Regions from separate parts of the Mus musculus genome. Here region 1 is linked to region 2. A link is a contact called in public promoter capture Hi-C data. All regions are on one chromosome and are shown on one strand. Each heading gives the region's core, a stretch centred on a gene start, on an enhancer-like site or on the middle of the called end of the contact. The rest is flanking DNA. Distances are from core to core; before and after follow the strand shown.

What was found. Promoter capture Hi-C pulls out the DNA fragments that hold promoters and counts their contacts.
Region 1: a promoter capture Hi-C map of liver shows a contact between it and region 2. The contact joins the promoter of Taar9 here to the enhancer-like site in region 2. A contact is called at or near these places in 18 of 39 promoter capture datasets (the 3T3-L1 cell line, 3T3-L1-derived adipocytes, the C10 cell line and 13 more), 1 of 15 datasets of contacts at CTCF or cohesin (the NIH/3T3 cell line), 14 of 484 Hi-C or Micro-C datasets (the AML12 cell line, B cells, LSK cells and 9 more), 3 of 115 datasets of contacts at active chromatin or transcription factors (bone marrow-derived dendritic cells, extraembryonic endoderm stem cells and trophoblast stem cells) and 3 of 9 other capture datasets (adipose tissue, liver and pancreatic islet).

Annotation. Positions count from the first base shown.
Region 1 is chr10:24,105,437-24,112,207 of GRCm38.p6, forward strand. It overlaps Taar9 (trace amine-associated receptor 9), which reads right to left and starts at 4,098. Exons shown (of 1, transcript NM_001010831.1): 1 at 3,052-4,098. The coding sequence starts at 4,098. The coding sequence ends at 3,052.
Region 2 is chr10:23,835,256-23,841,898 of GRCm38.p6, forward strand. No RefSeq gene overlaps it. Among named protein-coding and RNA genes, the nearest start is that of Vnn3, 13 kb to the right of the region's middle. Within about 2 kb of position 1,511, at least 8 of the 459 cell types and tissues checked have an H3K27ac peak or open chromatin away from gene starts, as enhancers often do. A contact at or near this core is called in adipose tissue, extraembryonic endoderm stem cells and liver, where this site is marked.

The sequences.
Region 1 (6,771 bases), core at 2,848-5,347, 270 kb after region 2:
ACAAATAAGAAGGGAGAATAAACAAGAAATGGAGGAGTTAGGAAAAGCACAGCACCCAAGAATAAGCACAGCCCAAAGGTCTCTTATCTTTATTGAAGATTTTTACTAAACAAGTAGATATTACCCATTTTTAAACAAAAATATGACATGAGATATACATTGATAACATGTTAGCATCATGGTACATAAATGTCAAAATAACATTTATTTTCAACCTGAATCAATTATAACAACACATGAAAATGTTATTAATGGAAATTTTCAGGATAACTGGAGGCAGTGTATGTTGCCTTTAATGACTATTTTAAAATATATTAATGTTGAAATTAGTATGCCTAGTATTGTTCTGCCCCTGTTTTTATACAAATGTATGAGAAATGTGATTGCTTAGGGCTGACCTTCCAATGTGTGAAAGTACGACTGAGTCAAAGGCAGAAGAGAGAAAGAAAAACAAACATGGCATCTCAATGGGGAAAGTAAAGAGGCCATGACACCCAGCTAGGGAAGCATTTAGTGTGGCTTCTCTTACAAATGGAAACGTCTACTGCAGCAATGCTTGGTCTCATGGGTAGTTCTTAGAGGTCTAGGTGTGAATGATGACTCTTATCATTCATTCATTCATTCATTCATTCATTCATCCATCCTTAGCCATGCTAGGCATGAGAACTGTGCCTTCACACTTACTAGGCAAACTCTATCACTGTTCTCTACCCCAATCCACTATTACTGTGACTATATCTTGTTACTGATAAGCTATTGATAACCTTAAATTATTGGAAAAGTTGCCGTATTGAAGGGTACTGATGGGAATTGCCTGATTGCTAATATTTTATATATGTCTTTGAACATCTTTTAAATATCATGTAAAAAAATATACATAGCTCTATATAATTTAGTTTCCATTTAAGTAGCAACCAGAGAAAACACATATGAACAAAAGCTATTGTGAATTAAGAAACACTTTAAAACAGATTTATACTTGGCCAATAAAATTAAACTTGTATTTAGATAATTGCTGTATATGAGAGGCCTAGTATTTCCATAGCTATGTCAGGGTGTAAGTGGATTAGGTTTTCTCTGTAATAGTATGGAATATTTTATTGGACAAAGCAAATAAACCAAGAGCTACAGATCACTAGGCTGAAGGACTGAGTTCAACTCCATGTCTGAGATCATAGGGACCATCAGAGAGCAAAGTTCACGTCCCTCGTCCATTGATCTGGGTCTGAACACATCCATGGCTCTGCAGGATTTTGATGTGGGGCTGGCAGAGGTTTATGGTTGGTTGTGTTTTATCATAGGGAAACAGACGCAGAAGTTTGTTTGTTTGTTTGTTTGTTTTTTAAACAACAAAACATCCTTTGGAAGCATATAAAGAGTAGAGAAACAAGCCCACTTAGTGATGCTGGGAAGAACTTGAATCTGGTTAGGATTTAGAATCTGGTTAGTAGTCTGCTGTTCAGACTCTGCCTTCACACCCTTAGTGATCATGCTGACGGATGCTGAGGCAGGAAGCAGGTCAGGACAGTAGGGGATGAAAGAGACCTCCAGTGATGGTGAGCACCATTCTTCGGAGGTAGCATCAGAGAGACAGCTTGTTCAATGGCGGGGAGGGAGGCTATTTAAGCTAATAGGGGCTATTGGGATGAAGGCACAACATTGGCCGGGGCCAGGGTGCTGGGGATGCCTCACGTGCTTAAGGAGGAGTTCCCAGTGCTGCTGGACTTAAAAGAGAAAAAGGAAGTTTAACCGGGCTACTGGGCTAAGTGACCTCCTGGGCCGGGGTGGGGGTGCCCAAAGATGGGGATGCGGGGCTATGTGGGACAGGAAGGCTCCGTGGCAGGTGGGGACCGATTGTACTCCTGCAGATCTCAGGACTCCACAAACCTAAAATGAAAAGGCTAGTTATGTGCTTTTCAGTGTCTCTAGGCTCTTTTCTCTACTACTCCAAGTGTTGGTACGAAGTTCCCATTTGCAGCTGAAGGAAAGACCATGTTGGGATAAAGACGTGTCTGACGCACAGGCTAGCAGACACGGCTTTCAGTTGCTTCTTTAGGAGTGAGACCAAGGCACAGCAGTTTAAGGCAATCTCTTGGATCTCTTGTTTTCTGAACCACACCCAGTGCTCAGCTGGGAAGCTTCGTGTCCCCCTTCTCCTCTTCCTGCTAAACACTCTCAGCTCTACTTAAAATGTATCAGCACTGTATCTTGAAACACATAACACACATTTTAATCAAAATGAACTAAAACTCACATTGATTGAGGATTATATACTGGACTAGAAAGTGGGACACATTCCTGCAGGAAATATCTGTTTGAGTTCCTGTTGTGTTAAAACAACCTTTGGTTTTCCTGTTTGACTCCCTTCGATTCAAAGAAAGACCACAAATGTTAAAAAAAAAAAAAAACACACATTTGAATTAACACTTTAAAATGCAGTATAAGCACACGTGTTTCTTGTGAACTTATATCTGTGAAAAGAGGAAGGAGCAACCCCCAGGTTCCTGAAACGTGAGCCTTTGCATGCGTTTAGATGCTTTTCAGTCACTTAGGTGTTCTCAGTGCTAATGCACTGTAATGTCCCTTAACATTAAAAATGAATGTTTAAATAATTTGAAATTATATTTACTTCTCATGCAACATATGCCTTAAAGGAGGCTTTGTCTCCTGCATGCTAATTCCATGTTTGTGAGCGCTTCATTGTCTTTGTTATTGTCAATATCCGAACACTCATTATGAGGGAAAACCGACCACAGGGAGGGGCGAGGGGGGAATTAGAATCCTTCAAATGACTCAAAGAAACTAATAGAAATTTCAGAGCAAAGCAAAGACATTAAGGAGCACACCACTTTGGAAGAAATTAACAGATGGGTCCCCTGTGACTCAGCCCTAAAATGTACAGGCACTCTAAGAAGAAAATACTTCAGAGTAGCCTTTGAACCTAAGATCTCCTGCTGGGTGAATGATTATGGGACCTCGCTAGATTAGAGGGATTAGTTTTACCTCTGACCTTAAACCCTAGTCAGATTTCAAATCTCTGCTGTGACTGTTTTAACCTGCACCTGCCTCTTCAGAGAATAGATTAGTTGTTGATGAATCAGCCCTGAAGACTTTGCCACTCACAATAAGTTTTATTGCCTTACGAAACCAAGGATAAAAAAAGGCGTATATCAAGGGGTTCATAGCTGAATTGTAGTAAACACACCACACTAATATCTCATAGACGTACGCAGGAGTTATGAAGTTCATGTAAGCGTCAATAACCGCATCAATAATGTATGGCAGCCAGGACACGAGAAATGCAGCCATGGCGATCCCCAAGGTCTTGGCAGCCTTCCTCTCTCTTTTGGCTACTCTTTCCTTATAGCTCTCAGAGGAGGCCTGAGCTTGGTTGGCTGTACCCTCTATCTTCCTAGCCTGATACTTTGCCACCAAAAATATCCGACCATATAGAAACACCATGACCACAGTGGGCAGAAAGAACAAAAGGAAACAAAGTAAAACCCAATTTTGATTCAGTGGAGCCTGGCAGCCTCCCACACAGGTCAGAGCAACCACTAATTCCTCAATCCCTTCCTCATTGGCTCCCGTGTAAAAGATGGAAAAGCTGTATGTGACAGAAAAGAACCAAGAGAGAGCAATGCACAGTCCAGAAACCGATACAGTGAACTTGGTCGGATAGGTCAGTGGATCTGTAACTGCAATGTACCGGTCAATGGAGATGCAGCATAAATGAAACAGAGACGCAAAACAGAAGGAGGTGTCGAAACACGTGTGGAACTTACAGTAACTCTCCCCAAAGTACCAGCAGCTCTCCACAGAACGCACCGTGCTGAAGGGCATCACTGTCACCCCCACCAAGAAGTCAGCACAGGCCAGGGAGGCCACCAGGAAGTTCGTAGGCGTGTGCAGCTGTTTAAAGTGGAGGATGGCAATGATGACCAGTAAGTTCCCAAACACTGCCAGCAGGGCTCCCAAACCGAGGACCCCATAGAGGATGGCTCGAGGCCAGGGTGCGTAAGAGCTTTTAATGCAGGATCCGTTCACATTCTCATAGCAGAGCTCCATGGGCGGTTCTGGGGAGAAGTCGCTTGTCATTGCCTCCAGTCTTGGTAATTGTAAACTTCCCAGGTTTCCATTCTAGCAATCTAAAGCAAAAAACGGGGTTAACAACTGTCTTAGTCAGGGTGTCTATTCCTGCACAAACATCATGACCAAGAAGCAAGTTGGGGAGGAAAGGGTTTATTCGGCTTACACTTCCATACTGCTGTTCATCACCAAGGACGTCAGGACTGGAGCTCAAGCAGGTCAGGAAGCAGGAGCTGATGCAGAGGCCATGGAGAGATGCTCTTTACTGGCTTGCTTCCCCTGGCTTGCTCAGCCTGCTCTCTTATAGAACCCAAGACTACCAGCCCAGACATGGTCCCACCCTCAAGGAGCCTTTCCCCCTTGATCTTTAATTGAGAAAATGCCTTACAGTTGGATCTCATGGAGGCATTTCCTCGACTGAAGCTCTGTGATAACTCCAGCTGTGTCAAGTTGACACAAAACTAGCCAGTACAACAACTTAAAAATCTCCTGGGGAAACATAAAGAAAAACAAAAAAAAACAAGAACTCTATTTAAAGTAAAGGTAACCTTTTACTACGTGTTTTTTGTATACCCATTTTACTCTTTCCCAAAAGTGCTCTAAGGATGTTAAGAAACAAAAACCTGTTGCAAAAAGCCATTTAAAAGTCAAAAGTCTTACTAAGTAAATGTACATTGTCTAATGTTTATTTTATATTATATCTTTGCCCTATTATTACTATATTATAATTACTATCATCATAGAATTTACTTTATTAATTGTTAGAAAAGTTTTTTTCTGTGGATGTCATCTTACCTTTTGAAAATAGCAAACTGGATTGAACTGGTTTTGCCACCAATGGCTGAATTTTATTTACTTCTTTTTTGTCTCCCCAGAGCGGCCATCGGCTGCAATCAACAACTTAGTTTTGCTTTTTTTTTTTTTTTAAACTGGAAAAAAATAAATTACATGTCCTTCAAATTGTAAGCTCAAAATCCCCATAGTATAGAGTGTGAACGCTGGGACCAGCTTACTCTTAGTTGCCTTAAACACACACATGAGGAATGTACTTTAACTGTGACTTATATTTCTATTTTGTCTTTTTGTGTTGATGATTTGAGCAGCTGGAAGTATCCTGGAAAACTCTTACCGAATTGTTACTAGAATAACCATCATGAAAGTGTTTCTTAGGAAGAGAGCCTGTGTGAGCTGTCTAAAATCAGTAAGAAAAAAAAAAAAGAAAAGAAAAGAAAAAAAAGAAAAGAAAAACAAGCCATAGGTCTCCTTGCACTTCTAGGATGCTTAGTTTTAAACAGGCCAAGAGGAGTGTGAGCAGCTGGGGTGGGTGTGAGCAGTTGCCTGTACCCCTGCTGTGCCCTGTAAACACGTGTGAACAATGCCATCCAAGGCGCATGTTATTTCTGTGGGTGTTTGATTTTGTTTTTAGAAGACCATATAGTGTAAAGAGGCTTTCTAAAGTGTACCTGACAAGCAAGTGATTAGCTTCTACTTTGGGACTAAGAGACACCTTGTATTTGAATATCACTCATCTCCATCCTAGAGAGTAGCCTGCACTTACTGCCATTTATCCCATGGCATGCATGTGTTAGAAATGCAGGACTATATACAGATGGTGTGCATCTTTTGTTTTTACCACATCTCAGCAATGGGTTTCTCTGTCTGCACGTGTTTAAATGACACTTGTTCTATTACAAGCGTCACAGACTTTGATGACTTTGATTTTTATTGGAGCTCAGCTTGGTTTGTTGTCCAGGAATGAACTTTCCCATTTCAGACAGTGTCCCTGTCACACTTGGGCTCCCCCTGGTGGTAATTCTACATGTTTGTAGATCAGCATGACCAAAGTGACCAATAAAGTTGTACTAATGACATACTTTCTTCTTCTAGTCTCATTCTGCGAATAAAGTCCACACGTGTCTTGGTTTGCTCTCAGGGGAGCTAAAGCATTTCAGTCTAGGTGGTATCCTGCCCCAAATTTTAAATGTCTGTGTAATGAATTCTGAGTCCTCAGTCTTTGAATAACCGTCCCCCACTTCCCTATGTCCAAATAATGATGCTCTTGTGCAAGAGAGCATGCTTGCCTTTCCTATCCCTCTACCCTTGAGCTCAAGGATGACAGCTTTCAGTCTCGACAATCTCTTAATCCTTGCCCTTACCATAGAAGCAAGGGCTCCAGTAACACCTCCAAGATCCATATTGTTCTTTAATGGTGCTCTTTATTCATAGGAGAGATTAGAATTTTGTAAAGAAATGTTGGTCCCAGCAATGGGATAAGGAGCAGGGAAAGGAACAACTGAAGCCACGTTTGTGCAGAGGAGACAATGTCAAAGCATTTTATAAGGTCGCTGCTGACAGTGTGAATAGGCACCCAGTCTACAAATCTCAAATGCCAAAATAATAATGGAGAATAAATAATTACAAATAGTCAGAAAGAGGACTAAATGAGGCCATAGTAATTAAGGGTAGATCTGTATATAAAATAAGTGATGGAGGAGGAGAAAGAGGAAGAAGAGGAGGGAGAGAGAGGAGCAGGAGATGATTGACAGCTAGTCTAGCAAAATAAAGCTGGGGGGGGGCTTGGTAATAGATATGACATCTGTCTCTAAAAACAAATTTTTGAAATAGTTTAGTCAATACAACAGAAATATTTTCTCTAAATAGAAGTGATTTGCAGGAAGAGAA
Region 2 (6,643 bases), core at 261-2,760:
ACGGACCTTCAAGAACTCACGAGAGACCAAGCTTGATGCAAACCACATGAGGCTTTATTCGGGGAAAGCCAGAGCTCTGGGGATGACTCATATCCCACGCAGGAGTAGAGGATTCGACCCCGAGGGGAAAGGGGTTCCAGTTTTTATAGGCCCTCAGGGGGGAAAGGAGAAGGGGGGAGTAGGGGATTTCCAGATCTAAACAATGTAAAATGATTGATTTCTCAAGAAATGGGTATGGGAGGGAAACAAGGAGAGTCTAATGCAGGTGTAGTAACTCCGGATTGGTCCCAGCTGTGGTTGCTGGGGAGATTTTCCGACTCTATCCCAGCAACCAATACCACAAACACCAGGCAGTGAGGTGCAGCAGTGGGCACACACCTGTGTTCAAGGAACGGTCAGAACATTGGCAGACACACGGGTTTGAGGAGGGACCAGAGCATTGTGCACCTCTATTTTTCTAAATCAGTGTAGCTACTTCTGCTAACAATGAAATCTATTTTGCCAATTTCAGGGCTTCTGTGACCTTTTACATTCTGGCAGGATCTTTCATAGGTACGAAGAATTGAACCCAAGTCTGCTAGAAGAGCAGCCACGTAATCACTTCTAACTCTCTAGCCCCACAAAGTCAAAGGTTTAAACCTATAATGCAGCCTTGGACCTGTGAAGAGCTAGCAGGAGTCCTTGGTATCCATAGAACATGTCTTAGGTAGGAGCTTTTGAGGGCATCAAGGCTAGAAGGGAAATGTAGCTGCTGGATTTAGATGGTTAAGGTTAGACTTCAAGTCAGGAATCTAGACAGAAATTTCACTAAGTCTTTCGGAGGAAGCCAGGTTGGCAGAAAAATCAATGAACTGAAAATCTCCAAGGTCACTTCAAGGAAGTGAGGGAACACTGTCTCGCAGGGCAAGCTCAGCAAGCTGTGTCCTCTTAGGCCCTAGCCATCAATCAGTGTTGTGTTGACGCCGTGCACTAGCAGAAATCTCTGAGGCATTTCCTTGGAGTAGGGCTAAGTATTAACTTCATGAAACCACTTGATCCAAGGGAAAAGGACTAAAACATGGAGTTTCCCAGATCAAATTAAAGGTTCATAGCCAAAGGCCATTTCTTTTTTTTTTTTTTTCTTTTTGGAACTGAGATGGAAACTTTATTTTCCTAATATTCCCACATCAAGAACTCAGATTGTGCTGAGAAATACAAAAACATCCAGTGCCTCTGTGTGGTAGTCAGTCATCCTGTCCTGGCAGAGCCTTAATAATGGAGTTATTCTACATTCCAGCTGAGCAGGCTCATCCTCATCACATCAGCTCTTGAGGGAAAATAAAACGGCCAAAGGCCATTTCACTATCTTATCACAGTAGCATTGAAAAAACTGGGTGGAGATTGCTGGGGAGGGAACTGAGAAGAGTAGAAAATAGTCCACAAAGCGACCCACTGGTTTTTTAACATCTAATCTTACGTAGGGAACAGTTAGAGAACAGTTAGCTGAGTAAGACTTAAGTCTTAACTCAAAGTCCACATAGATCTGGACAGGGACCCAGTTGGATCAGTCTCCCAGCGCTGGCTGCTTGTCCTTGCCTGGGAGTCGGGAGAGAAGAAAAAGCACTTCTACATGGTTGGCTTTGAGATCTTGCCTTGCCTACACCAGTTCATTTTCAGAAAGAGAAGATGATAGAGATAGAGAGACACAGAAAGAGAGACAGAGACAGAGTTACAGAGAGACAGACAGACACACACACAAAGAGATGAAGAGAGACAGAGAGATACAAACACACCCAACATGAACCCCCCTCCCCCCACAGAGACTGGGAGAGGTAGTGGGAGAGGGAGAGGGGGAGGGGGAGGGGGAGGGAGAGCATCATCAAGGTTTTAGGAAACTAACACAATCGATAAAATGACCTTCTTTTGAAAATAGATCAGTTACCTAGAGAACAAAAAATTGTCATCTTAATAGGGCTCTCCCCTGGATAAACTATGAACCCAGATCATGGAAACAGAAGGGTTTGGGCATTTATGGAAAGGGACAAGGCAGCCTGAGGCGATGTGCTTCTCTTAGGCCTGGTGCATAGGGTCAGGTTTCACTTTCCCTGAGAACCAAACTGTAACTAATTCTTTATAGTTGTACTTACCTATTTACTTGTTCACTTATTAATTTAGTTCTTTCTCCAGCGGCCTACAGACCCCAGCCCTTTTGGTAGCATATAGTTTCTGAAGTGGCAGATTATAATATTTTATGTGATATATTTTATTTCAGTTCTGCTTACAATGACTTAAGAATGTCCCCAGTTCCAGCGAATGACAAACACTGCCCCTGCAAGCATTTACTAGTCACCTTAGAAGTTTATGGGGACAGAAAAACCAGAACGTTGCTGTGTACTGTGTGTCGTCTCTCTTGCTCACTGGTTGTAGGATGAGAGGACAGAGTGTCACTAATGTGGCCACAGATGTTGAACAATCTTACTCAACAAATCGTTAGCAGGTGGCATCTAGAAACTAGTTATGTAACTTTTGAAAGGTCTCTCGGCCTCTGAATTAAGGCCTTTCCTTACAGATTTGGCTAAGATCAAGGCTAAGATCCCATTTGTGCCTTTCTCTCTGCCCCCTCAAGCCCCATCTCCTTCCCAAGACAGGATCTCACTGCACTCGCTTAAGCTAGGCTCAAACTGGCAAACTCCCTACTCTGAGTATCTGAACGCTGGGGTTACAGGTAATTGCTACCATATTGACCTTATGCTCATCTTAGCAGTGAAAGTGGTTAAAATGTGCCAGAAAGAATTACAGCTATCCTAAGTTCATATAAAAAACAATCTAACTTAGGGCATCTGTAGCACTGAATTGTTCCATCCAAAGACTAAGGCTTAATTTTAGGCACAGATCCTATAAAACAGTGAGTCTATATAGCTGTGGTTAGTAGAGTTTCAACACTACTGAAGCTGGAAAGAACCCAGATGCCCCTCAACAGAGGAATGGATACAGGAAATGTGGTACATTTACATAATGGAGTACTACTCAGCTATTAAAAAGAATGAATTTATGAAATTCCTAGCCAAATGGATGGACCTGGAGGGCATCATCCTGAGTGAGGTAACACATTCACAAAGGAACTCACACAATATGTACTCACTGATAAGTGGATATTAGCCCAAAACCTAGGATACCCAAGATATAAGATGACTTTTTTCAAGTCACATAATTCTATGGTTTTTCTCTTTATACGCCCTGGGATAATATGGCTAAATGCTACATCTTGAATATCTCAGGTCTTGGAACACAGTTCTGGCACCAGGTACAGATGCCAGCACCTGAATAAAAGTCTCTTCTTTGTTAAATATCCTCGTGGCCAGACTGGTGAATCTCTGAATGACCTAGACCCATAGCACCCAGTCAGAATTGGAATGGGGAAGTTATAAGAGGGCTGGAGAGATCTCACATGTGTCTGAGTTAAGTCCAGGCCCAGGGGAATTTTCTCTGACTCTGCAGTCATCTGTGCTTGCACCCCTCATAAATGAGAGCAAGTTCTGCTAACAGCATTTATCTTTTTTTTTTTTTAAGATTTATTTTATTTATTATATGGAAGTACATTATAGCTGTCTTCAGACACTCCAGAAGAGGGCATCAGATCTCGTTACAGATGGTTGTGAGCCACCATGTGGTTGCTGGGAATTGAACTCTGGACCTTCGGAAGAGCAGTCAGTGCTCTTACCCACTGAGCCATCTCACCAGCCCCAGCATTTATCTTTAACACACTTTAAGACTTCAGCAGTCCAAATGAAAAGCCCCGTACAGCACCCTTGCCTTGCACTGTTCTATGCTGTAGTCTGTACTCTGAGCTGAAGCCAAGCCTAGCCTCTGACATGCAGCACCAGTGAACTTTGCTTCTAACTTAGTTTACGTAACCTTTCCTACCTTTTTGGCTTCCAAAAACTTCTGGACTTAACTTCCTTGACCATGCCAGTAGTATACCAATAACATACACATTTGGGAGGCAAGTGAATCATGAGTTCAAGGCCAGCCTGGGCTATAGTGTGGACCCTGTAAGAATAATACAAATGTGCTGGTGTAATAGGGGCAAGGCTCTTTCTTATGGGGTCTATCAATGCTTTCTCACGGAATTGAGGCCTATGGCACAGGGGGAGAATTCCTGTCTGGTACTGTAAATCATATCAAAAGCCCATTACTAGAGTTGTAATAGGCACTAATGAGAACCCTACAGCTGTTGCTTTGCCAAGTGAAAATGAAGAGCTGATCAAATTGCCTCTAAATAACTCTTTATCCCCACCCAGTGGTGCCACTTGTAACCTCCCCTCCCCAGCCTGAAACTTGTTTGCTCAGGTTTCAGTGTTAGAGAGCATCGGGCGGAGCTTGCGGCCTTATCGTCCTACTACTCCCACTGCCGCTGCCTGCCACCTAGCTGTATCACCTGTTCACCTGTAACCTTACTCCAAGATGATTTGGCGGGAATCGGGCCCCTTCCCCTCCTTCATAACTCGGTGCACGAACTAGTAAAATTGAGCTTTGATCAGAATTTTGTCTTAGCTTCATCTTTCTCTTGTCTGCCTAGCTCCCTCTTCTCTTCCAGATTCCAAGATGCCTTTCCAGAACAGAACCCAGACATGTGAGCCGCTGGCCGGACACAACAGCCACTGTCAGCTTTGGCTAGAGAAGCACCTTTCTACAGTGGGCATCAGTAATAGCGGGGACTCGTAAGTGATCAAAATGCTGAGAGTAAGTGGTTGGTGAAGTTTCCATCGAAGTGGGGGGCATCTCCATTACACTGTCCACAGCTCAGAGAAGGTGAAGAGGATACAAAAGACTGTGCACTCTTTCATTTGTTTGTTTGTTTTGAGACAACATCTTTCTAGGTAGCCCTGGCTTGTTCTGAAACTCACTCTGTAGATCAAGCTGGCCTCAGCCTCACAGGCAGATCAAGCTGCCTCTGCCTCTCTTGTGCTGGGATTAAATGTGTAAACAGTGGATGAGATTACCAGGCAGGAGATCGGACCCCTCCAGCCTGTCGTGGGAGAAATGAGACTCATGGGATCCCTTCATCTCCAGGATCCATAAGCCGTTAATGGCGGGTGGAGGAGGAAAAGACATTTATTTTCTCAATGGTGTAGCTACTGGTAATGTGCACAAGTTCCTGTAAAACAAAACAAAACAAAACAAAACAACAAAAAACAATGAAATTCACTGGGTCATATAAAAAAAAGAGGCTGGTGAGACGCTCAATGGGCTAAAGAGCCTGTACCAGACTTGACACCCCGAGTTTGATCCCCTGGACCCATATGGTGGAAGGACAGAACAGATTCCACAAAGATGTCCACTGACTTTCACATAAGCACTGTGCCACGTACCTGCACACATAGAAAAGTCACCCAGAAGTGATTAAAGCCAAAGACGTGACAGTAAATATGAGAGGAAAGTGGGTAGATGAGAAAATGAAGGGGAAGTGAAAGTGGGAGGGAGAGTAGGAGTTGGAGGAGCGATCAGATGATCACACACATGCAAGTGTGTGTGACCTGTCACAACAAAGCTCACTATGTGTAAACTATCACACACATGCAAGTGTGTGTGACATGTCACAGTGAAGCTCACTTTACAAAAGTAAAAGCAAAAGGAATAATGGAAATGAAGAGAGATCTCACAGTGAATGAGAAAGGAAGGCTTGCAGAGGGCCAACAAAAATTCTCTTCCTCCTTTAAAATTTCCCTTGCCCTCACACATGCATACTCTCACATAGAGGCATTCATATTATACATGCACACACTTACACAGAGGGATAGTTGTTTTACACTCACACACACACATTCACAGAGACAGTCATCTTACACTTAAATATACATTCACACACAGAGAGGCAATCATCTCACACACACACACACACACACTCACATACAGAGACAGTCATCTTACACTCACATACATACAGATAGACAGTCATCTTATACTCACACATACACTCACACACAGAGACAGTCATCTTACACTCACACACAGAGGCAGTCATCTTACACTCTTACACACACATACACACACACTCACATTGACTCTCTTAAACATACTCATACACATTCATACAAAGAGACACTTGTAAAAGCATACACACACACACACACACACACACACACACACACACATTTTGATGCCGTTGGGAATCAAACCAAATGTAGGGCCTCCTGCATATTAAGCAGGTTCTCTGCCACTAAGCTGTCTTCAGCTCTTCATTTACATATTTAAAAGAAGTTACATTTATTTTAGTACAAAAGTCCAAACTCCAAACTTTAAATTTCCCAACATTATAATAATCCAAACTGTTGCTGGGATTATGTATAAAATGTCATTTTAAGCCCCATAGAGGGAACAACAATATGAACTAACCAGTACCCCCAGAGCTCTCAGGGACTAAACCACCAACCAAAGAAAACACACGGAGAGACTCATGGCTCAAGCTGCAAATGTAGCAGAGGATGGCCTAGTTGGTCATCAATGGGAGGAAAAGCCCTTGGTCCTGTGAAGGTTCTATGCCCCAGTGTAGGGGAATGCCAGGCCCAGGAAGCAGGAGTGGGTGGGTTGGTGAGCAGGGGGAGGGGGAAGAAGATGGGGAAGAGGGCTTACAGAGGGGAAACCAGGGAAGGGGATAACACTT